Linked DNA regions of Mus musculus: regions 2 and 3 are each linked to region 1. The links are chromatin contacts, called in public Hi-C and HiChIP or PLAC-seq maps. All regions are on one chromosome and are shown on one strand. Each heading gives the region's core, a stretch centred on a gene start, on an enhancer-like site or on the middle of the called end of the contact. The rest is flanking DNA. Distances are from core to core; before and after follow the strand shown. Region 1 holds the start of U2af1 (U2 small nuclear ribonucleoprotein auxiliary factor (U2AF) 1). Region 2 has its middle 6.6 kb from the start of 2310015A16Rik. Region 3 has its middle 21 kb from the start of Wdr4.

The links. A called contact is a pair of places that touch in the nucleus more often than the background predicts. HiChIP or PLAC-seq counts read pairs in DNA pulled down with a chosen protein or histone mark.
Region 2: a Hi-C map of bone marrow-derived macrophages shows a contact between it and region 1, with 22 read pairs. The contact joins the enhancer-like site here to the promoter of U2af1 in region 1. A contact is called at or near these places in 13 of 39 promoter capture datasets (the C10 cell line, cranial neural crest, embryonic stem cells and 6 more), 3 of 484 Hi-C or Micro-C datasets (the C2C12 cell line, bone marrow-derived macrophages and muscle stem cells), 2 of 115 datasets of contacts at active chromatin or transcription factors (the HPC-7 cell line and memory CD8 T cells) and 4 of 9 other capture datasets (adipose tissue, embryonic stem cells, liver and 1 more).
Region 3: a contact with region 1 is called in an H3K27ac HiChIP or PLAC-seq map of acute myeloid leukemia, with 3 times the contacts expected there. The contact joins the enhancer-like site here to the promoter of U2af1 in region 1. A contact is called at or near these places in 6 of 39 promoter capture datasets (the C10 cell line, cranial neural crest, liver and 3 more), 3 of 15 datasets of contacts at CTCF or cohesin (CD8 T cells, embryonic stem cells and pro-B cells), 24 of 484 Hi-C or Micro-C datasets (CD4 T cells, CD8 T cells, the N1E-115 cell line and 10 more), 8 of 115 datasets of contacts at active chromatin or transcription factors (the HPC-7 cell line, acute myeloid leukemia, double positive thymocytes and 4 more) and 4 of 9 other capture datasets (adipose tissue, liver, macrophages and 1 more).

The regions. Positions count from the first base shown.
Region 1 is chr17:31,657,401-31,660,108 of GRCm38.p6, reverse strand. U2af1 (U2 small nuclear ribonucleoprotein auxiliary factor (U2AF) 1) reads left to right here and starts at 1,355. Exons shown (of 8, transcript NM_024187.4): 1 at 1,355-1,456. The coding sequence starts at 1,413.
Region 2 is chr17:31,904,510-31,907,217 of GRCm38.p6, reverse strand. No RefSeq gene overlaps it. Among named protein-coding and RNA genes, the nearest start is that of 2310015A16Rik, 6.6 kb to the left of the region's middle. Within about 2 kb of position 1,302, at least 130 of the 459 cell types and tissues checked have an H3K27ac peak or open chromatin away from gene starts, as enhancers often do. A contact at or near this core is called in the HPC-7 cell line, adipose tissue, bone marrow-derived macrophages and 1 more, where this site is marked.
Region 3 is chr17:31,490,206-31,492,913 of GRCm38.p6, reverse strand. No RefSeq gene overlaps it. Among named protein-coding and RNA genes, the nearest start is that of Wdr4, 21 kb to the left of the region's middle. Within about 2 kb of position 1,328, at least 22 of the 459 cell types and tissues checked have an H3K27ac peak or open chromatin away from gene starts, as enhancers often do. A contact at or near this core is called in acute myeloid leukemia, where this site is marked.

The DNA of each region.
Region 1 (2,708 bases), core at 106-2,605:
TCCGGGACAGCCAGGGCTACACAGAGAAACCCTATCTTGGAAAACAAAACCAACCAGACAAAGAAACAAAACAAAAAGTGGAAAGATGCCTGTATACTTAGAGCCTTGGGAGCCATAGAAGGCCACCAACAGGAATAGATGTCACCAGGTCTGTATTCTTTTAAACTCTCTGTCATGTCAGCTGGAGCAATATTATACCAGCTGTATTAGTTACTTGTAGTTGAGGGAGAGAGAGCCCAGTGATACAATGCATGGCGAAGTATGAAGTGGTTATCCCTGCCCTCACAGACATACCCAGAAGCCTCTTCTCCATAACTCAGAAAAGTGGATTTAAACATTACACCAACCAAGGCTCGGGATGTCATTCAGTTGATAGAGTGCTTGCTTAACATACAGCATCATATAAACCTATTTGGTAGTACACACTGGTAACCCTAGCACTCAGGATGGTAAGAGATTCAGAAGGATCAGAAGTTCAAGGTCATCTGTAGCTGTACATAGTAGCTATGTAGCCTGATGCATACACAAGACCATCCCATGGAGAAACAAAAAACAAAACACGCTCAATAAAACAAACATCGTAGCAGCCTGTGTCTATATATGTGTCACAGGGCTTATTCTTCTAATGTCTCCAAATAAGAGATAAATAGATGTGACAGGGGAAGATGAATGGGTGAGGCATGGATAGTTGGGTAGCTTAATTAGTGAGGGGTGAATGGGCGTGTGGGAAGAAAGAAGGATGAACAAACTAATGGTCTGGTGGACCTGATCGGGTCATTCATCCTGGTTCCAGTAACCAGGTTAACTAGTGAGAGCCTGTGAGGAGACCCCAGCTTCCCACAACCCTCTTCCACGGTTCGTCCTCGGATGGAAGTGGCTCTATAGCCAGAGAGAGCAGATAAAGTCATCCAACCAAGATGACCCCGCAGCCTGGGTCTCTGCCTGAGATAACGGAGATTAGGCTCTGCCTGGAAATTTGGTGACTTGAAGGTGAGCCTTGTGACTGTGAGGATGCTGTGGTTTAAGGCCCTCCAGGAGGCCGGACAGAGCCCCTTATCTACAGCTGCACTGGTGGGAGGCCTGGGACAGGAGGGCCAGCAAGGGGAGAGGGCGCGGTCCCAGCGGCGGGAGCGGGAAACAGCGGTGCTGAGCACGCGCGGAGCGGCTGTCCACAGCCTAAGCCGCAAGCAATGCGCGGGACCCGCCCGGGCGCCAAGGAGTGCGCAGGCGCCAGGGTAGGGGCGGAGCCTCCTCATGCTCTTCGTCCCGCCCCCGCGCTGGCAGCACCTTTCCCAATTGGACAGAGTCGCTACGACGGGTGGGGAGAGCGTCGTCGCGTCGGGTGACGTCTCCGGAGGGACGTCGGCGTAGTCGGCAGCGTCGGCTGCCGTGCCTGAGTCGTCCGCTCGAAAATGGCGGAATACTTGGCCTCCATCTTCGGCACCGAAAAAGACAAGTGAGTAGGGCCGGCCTGCCGGGACTTGGGCTGGGGAGGCGACGGGCAGCGGGTGCCGGTCGAGGCAAGCGGCGGTGACGTCCAGGCGTGGCGGCTGGCTCGGGCCTGGAGACCTCGCGCGGCTCGGCGCCGCCGCCTCGTGGGCCGGGCGGCGGGACTGGCGGGCGGCTCGGGCTGGGCCTCGGCGCCTCGAGCTCCACCGCGGGCGCTCCATGCCGGGTTCTACGCGGGGCCCTGCCCCACGCCGCGCTCCCACTGCTGCCCGGGGCTTCTGTGGCGAAGTAACACGTTTCTTGCAACTTTAGGCTTTGAGTTATCGTGTCGGAAGTGCTGTGGCCCCGTCCTCTCTAGCATTCAGTGCTGGGGCCGACCTTTGGGAGCGGTTTCGACCGAATAAACCTCCTGCCTGCCTAAGCGTTGGCGGACCCGCCTTTCTTTTTAAATTAAGGTTTGCATTTCCGTAGCCAACTGTTAGGGTAAGAGGAAAAGGAATAGCAATATTCCCGCCTGTGGTCGTGTGCTGCGAGGCACATACTCATTTCCGCGTGTCGGCTGAAATTTAGGTTAAGGGGAATGTCTTCGGACACTTTCAAGGATAATTCCTACTTTGAAAACCTAAGGATTTAAGTATCTGGCTTAATCTGCTTCCAGTAAGTAGTCACCATCTTTATGTTTCTGAATCTTGTACAAGGTTTATGCAGATGTCAGTCACGGTGGTAAGCGTTTGCAATAGATAACGTTTTTGGTGCCACATTCTCACTCTTAAAATGTTCTGTTTTCCAGGATGGAGGCTGTCCGATCAGGCACCTTTATACAGTCTTCAGTGTTTGAAAGAGGGGATGTTTCTAAAAGTCTCATGCCTGAATCGGCAGTCACTCAAGAGACATTTAATTGGATGTTAGGTCTAGACCAGTCTTGGAGAATCAGCTGGAATAAAGTCTGGGTTCTCAGGAAGTCATGGAGGAAGGTTGTGCCTTGTGTTAAGGATGACTAAAATACATTAAAGGGACTAGAGAGATGACTCAGTGGTTCAGAGTGTGAACTGCTCTTGAAGAGGCCAGTAGTGTGGTTCCCTGAATCCCCTTTATTGCAATCTGATGTCCTACAACCACCTGTAGTGCCAGATCTTGGGAGATCCATTGCCTCTGGCCGCCACGGGCACCCCTCCCCCTCCCCATATATGTAATTTAAAGTAAAGCCGTTAAAGTACTTTTAAATCAACACTCAAAAGCCAGGTGTGGTGGTACATTTA
Region 2 (2,708 bases), core at 53-2,552, 250 kb before region 1:
AAGAGAGCCCGGCAGGGACACTCTAGAGCATTCCTGAACAGAGGATAGCCCCATCGCAGGTGGCTGGAAAGCCGTGGCTGCTTTACCTCTCTTCAGTGCCTGCAGACATCAAGAACCCCTCCAGATACAGGTGGCAAATGTCCCATTCAATGCTACCACAGTGCCGTGTGACCACTGAAGGCAACCCTTTTAGGTAAACCGTGAGATTCTCACTAAGATCTTCGAGGGAACTTGTGTATGTATCATTGCACATATGTTCCAGTACATGGGCACAGGTGTGTGGGGATGGAGTTTTCTTCAGTCACTCTATACAGTGAGACAGGAACTCTCCCAGAGTTCGCCAGTCAGCTGGTCTAGCTAGCTGTCTTGCTCTAGGTCACCCCCTGTCTCTGCCTCCCCAGTGCTGGGACGTACAGGTGGCCATCACACACGTCCAGCTTTTACATGGGTTCTGGTGACAAAAACTTTGGCCCTCACCTGTCCACAGCATGTGCTGTGTCCCCCATGCCAGTTCCCTCCTGCACCTCCCCCAACTTCTTTTTAGAATGGACCCCACTGTGGACATGATGGCAAGCTATTTGGAGTCCCCTTCCAGAAGACTATGAGCAGGGTTCATGGGCACAGTCCCTGGTAAGGATACCCGCACTGTTCCTCCACCTCCCTTAAGTCTAGATGTTATCATTGTAGCCTCAGTGGCTGCTATCCTGAGCCCAGTGACACCCTACAGGATGCCTGTCCCCAGGATGCCTGGTAGCCTTCCCAGTTAGTGTTCTGGCCTCTGTGTCCCTTCCTCCTGGTCCTTCTGCTGCCACCAGCTCCTAGTGTCCTTGACACCAGGATCATCACTGTTAGGATTCTGTCCAACTTGGGACCAAAGGCCATGTGTTGGGGCCCCAGGGATCACACTGAGAGACTATGTAAGTGGGTACTGCGGGGCAGTGGGGTGCACTGGTTCTGATCTCCGGCGACCTCTGATCTTTGTAAACTCACAAATGTGCTCAGGAGCCTGAGGAGGCCAGAAAGGAGACGTCTCAGGGGTTGGAGGCTGGGCAGATGGCAGGTCAGGTGGGATGGAGCTGGGCAGAGACTGGCCTCCCTGCTGGAGAAGGTGACGTGGCTGTGCTTCCTGTGGGGCCTGTGGAGGCTTCCTCCAGGGCTTCTTAGGTAAGACGGCTTCCTGTGCACTCGTCTCAGGCCATGAAGTCAGCCCTCCACATATCTGGCCTGAGGACAGAGAAGGCTTCCTCTTTGGGGAGTGAAAAGGAACGTGGCCTCCCAAGCTTCAGGAAGGAAAGCCCTCACTTCCTGGTGAGAGGGAACAAACACGGCAGGCCTTGACTCCAAACCCAGAGGAACACGTCAGAGCCTGCCGCCTGGGACAGAGACAGTTGGCTGGCCTAGTCCTGTGGCTGTGCTTGCCGACGTCCTGACCTTACGATGGAGGCAAGCCTGTGAACGCCATGGGGGTAGGAAAAGCAGAGGATTTTCCTGGGGGTCACTTGGAAGCCTAGGTCTAGATGTCTAAGCCGCTGTGCCCTGCAGAGCCTGGCTCCTGCAGGTGCTCAGAGATCCATGTTCAAAGACTGTGAGCCACAGGCACGCTCTATGCTCTTCCGGGGTGGCTCTGTAACCAGCAATGGCTCGCACCGGGAGGAGTCCACGGAAGCTGGGCCTAGTCCTCTCACTCTGCCTCAGTGTACTGGCTGGGTTTGTGTGTCAGCTCAACACAGGCTGGAATTATCACAGAGAAAGGAGCTCCAGCTGGGGAAGTGCCTCCATGAGATCCAGCTGTGGGGCATTTTCTACGTTGGTGATCATGTGGGGAGGGCCCCTTGTGGGTGATACCATCCCTGGGCTGGTATCTATAAGAGAGCAGGCTGTGAAAGCCAGGGGAAGCAAGCCAGTAGGTAACATCTCTCCATGGCCTCTGCATCAGCTCCTGCTTCCTGACCTGCTTGAGTTCCAGGCCTGATTTCTTTTGGTGATGAACAGCAATGTGGAAGTGTGAGCTGAATAAACCATTTCCTCCCCAATTTGCTTCTTGGTCATGATGTTTGTGCAGGACTAGAAACCCCGACTAAGACACTCAGCCGTGTTTCTAGAGCTTTTGTGGCTAGACCCTGGCCTTGGGTATGAGCAGCCAGCCCTAGCTTCTGTCCCCTAACTGGGGACAGGCACTACAGGTCGCTTGGTATTCACTGTTGGGAACGTAAGTGTGGACTCTCTGCTCTCTAAGGACCTCTTGTTAATTCCTTTGGAGCTTCTGACAGACAATTGGAGAAATGACCCAGCTTCCCTCCTGTTCCACGTGGCAACAGACCTGAAGTGTGTCTACTTAGTGTCTCTGAGGCTCTGATGGGGTAACCTGGTCCTGTTCTGTCCTTCTTTTCTCCCTCCCTCCCTCCCTCCCTCCCTCCCTCCCTCCCTTCCTTCCTTCTTCTCTTCCTTCCTTCCTTCCTTCCTTCCTTCCTTCCTTCCTTCTTCCCTTCCTTCCTTCCTTCCTTCCTTCCTTCCTTCCTGGGGGCCAAGGCTAGGGATCTGCTGTACATAATCTTGAACCCTAACCCAGGTCTGACACAGGGATAGAGGAACTACTCTAACTATTGTGTGCTGTCTGTGTTCCAGCTGTGTCAGCCGTCCCTTTACCCATGAGTCTTTGGGGCACCTGAGGCCACTGCCATCCAGAGAGGAGGGGGAGGTCCTGTTTC
Region 3 (2,708 bases), core at 79-2,578, 170 kb after region 1:
GACAGTTCGTTTCTTGGATACAGTTCCAGATTGTGAGTTTACAGTCTTTTTCCTTCCCCTAGGCTTTACTGCCTTGCTTCTGGCCTGCTATGTACTGTCAGCTCTCAGAGTCTCATCCCTCAGCTCCTTAGCACCCTCCCTGCTTTGCTTTGTTATCCTGGAGATGGACCCCACCCCACAAAGGTTTTCTTCTTTGCTTGCAGCCACGGAGCTCAGATCTGCCACTAGAGGGAGCAAGAGTCACACCAAGGATGACGGGGCTCTGGCTTCTAAGTGCTGCCTTTTCTGGGCTTCTGTCTGCTTGCCTGCAGTGACTGCCAGAGCTCTTAGTTGAAGGGATTCCAATGTGGGTCTTGGTTGTCAGCTCTTTGACAGTCCCACCATCCCATGTGACATGGCCACTTCCAGCACACAGGATGCTCAGGGTCCTCAGCATCTAGGCTCAGGACTTCTTTGTGCCTGTCACCTACCCTGTGATGGTGGGTATACACTGAGAATAGGGTGTCCTGCTGCTTTGTTTGTTTTTCGAGACAGGGTTTCTCTGTGTAACTCTGGCTGTCCTGGAACTCATTTTGTAGACCAGGCTGGCCTCGAACTCAGAGATCCGCCTATCTCGGCCTCTCAAGCTGGATTAAAGGTGTGTACTACCACTGCCTGGCTTGAAGCTTTTCCTTGATCATTTGTTTTCTGTGGTTTAATCTCTGTGTGTATGGTGTGTGTGTGTGTGTGTGTGTGTGTGTGTGTGTGTGTCTATTTGGGGTTTCCTGATTATTGTTGAAGGTAACATTTTTGTCAAGCATGGGACATCCCCAGCTCCTATCTATTTCTGTAGCTCTGACTCTGGCTGAGTTTGCCAGTGTGGCTGGCTTGCTTTGGTGACTTCCAAGCCTCTGCTCCTGGCTTACCTTCAGGTTTCCTTTTCTGCTGTGCCTCAGGTTGGGTAGATTTCAGTTGACTGGCCTGCCCTTGTGGCATCTAAAACACCGCTGCTCAAGGTGAAGGCTTTCTGTCTTTCAGTTTTGACCTAAGCCTTCCATTTCTCCAGCAATCGTAATGTAAAGCTTTAAATTCATCGTGTGCACTGGGATGTGCGAGGACTTCCGCTTGTTCCATCATCTGTGTCATCTCTACATCTTTTCCTGGGGATTGGTTGTGAGGGAGAGGGAGAAAGGGGAGAGACAGGGAGGGAGTATGTGTGTATTTGTGGGTGTACATACCTTAAAAGTTTCTGATTGTTTCTGTGTATGTGTGTGAGTGTGTTCCATTGTGTGATGGAGCTTTCTAGAGACATGCTTCTCCAAAATGGAGAGGTTTTGTGTAGCAATTTCCTGAAGATAAAACATTCTGTCTTAGAGGAAGCTTGCTTACAACACCAGATGTTCTCTCTCTCTCTCTCTCCATGTGTATGTGTGTTTCTGTGTATCTATATATGTGTATGTGTGTGTTTCTGTGTGTCTATTTGTGTGTGTATGTATGTGTTTTTGTGTGTTATATGTGAGTGTTTCTGTGTGTTTATATATATATATATGTGTGTGTGTGTGTGTGTGTGTGTGTGTGTGTATGGGTACTTCTGTGTGTCTCTATTTAGGTGTGTGTGTGTTTGCAGGGATACTCCTTAAGGAAGTAAGCAATGTTTCAGGAAGTCCCTGAAACTGACCAGATATACTAGGCCTCTACCTTTCCCAGCATATAACTTATAAGGACTAACTGTGCAGTGGTGGCGCACACCTTTAATCCCAGCACTTAAGAGGCAGAAGCAGCTTGATCTCTAAGTATGAGGGTAGCCTGGTCTACAGAATGAGCCAGAGCTGCACAGAAAAACCCTGTCTTGAGCCCTGCCCCTCAAAGATTTATAACCTATAAGGGCTGCTGACAGACATGGTCAGACAACCTGAGCTTACCAGAAGAGGCTCAGGCCAGAGAAATCTCTTGGAAGAAACAGGCATCAGTAAAGATGCCTGCATAGGCTCAGATCTCCTAAACTGACCACAGGAGACAGTCTCCACCCTGACAAGCTGCTTGCAGGCTGTGCAGCACACTGCAGATTTCAAGACTCACCCATGCTGGATGTGGGCTTCGGTGATGCAGCTGTCTTTGAGTCATTTCTGCTCCTGCAGTAACCCCAATCAAACTCACCGGCTCACCATGATGGCTTTGGTGGTGTCCTTCCTTACTTTGGGTTGCTGTTGGTACCCCTTCTGGGGTGCAGAGCCATCCGTTCACATTTCCCAGGAACAGTCTCACAACAGGGGTCAGTAACAATCTTGGGTGTTGGTCTTCTGTGTTGTTTGACTCAGGGTGTCTTGGTTCAAGGTTGCTTTCTGTGCTTGAGCTGGCTCTTGAGTTTCCAGAGTGTCTGTCACCAATCTTCCCAGTAGAGGCAGGCTGGGGTTACACACGTGTGCACTGCTGTACGTGGCTCACACCTGGCTTCTGGGGACTCAAACTTAGATAGCTAGGCTGGCCCAGCTGGCACTTCATCCACAGAGCCTCCCAGCCTCTAAGTACGTTCTTTTAATACAGATACTTTCAGTCACACTGTCAGATTTGCCCATGGTTCCTCAGGATGACGTTATGAGAGCTAGCTCTCTCCATTCACTCTTGCTTTAACGTGGCTAGCTGGCAAGCATGGAACAGGAAGGAGGGCCGGGCGGAGAGATGGTCTCCCGTGAAAGCCACGGGACACGAGCTTGTTTTCTTACCTGCGA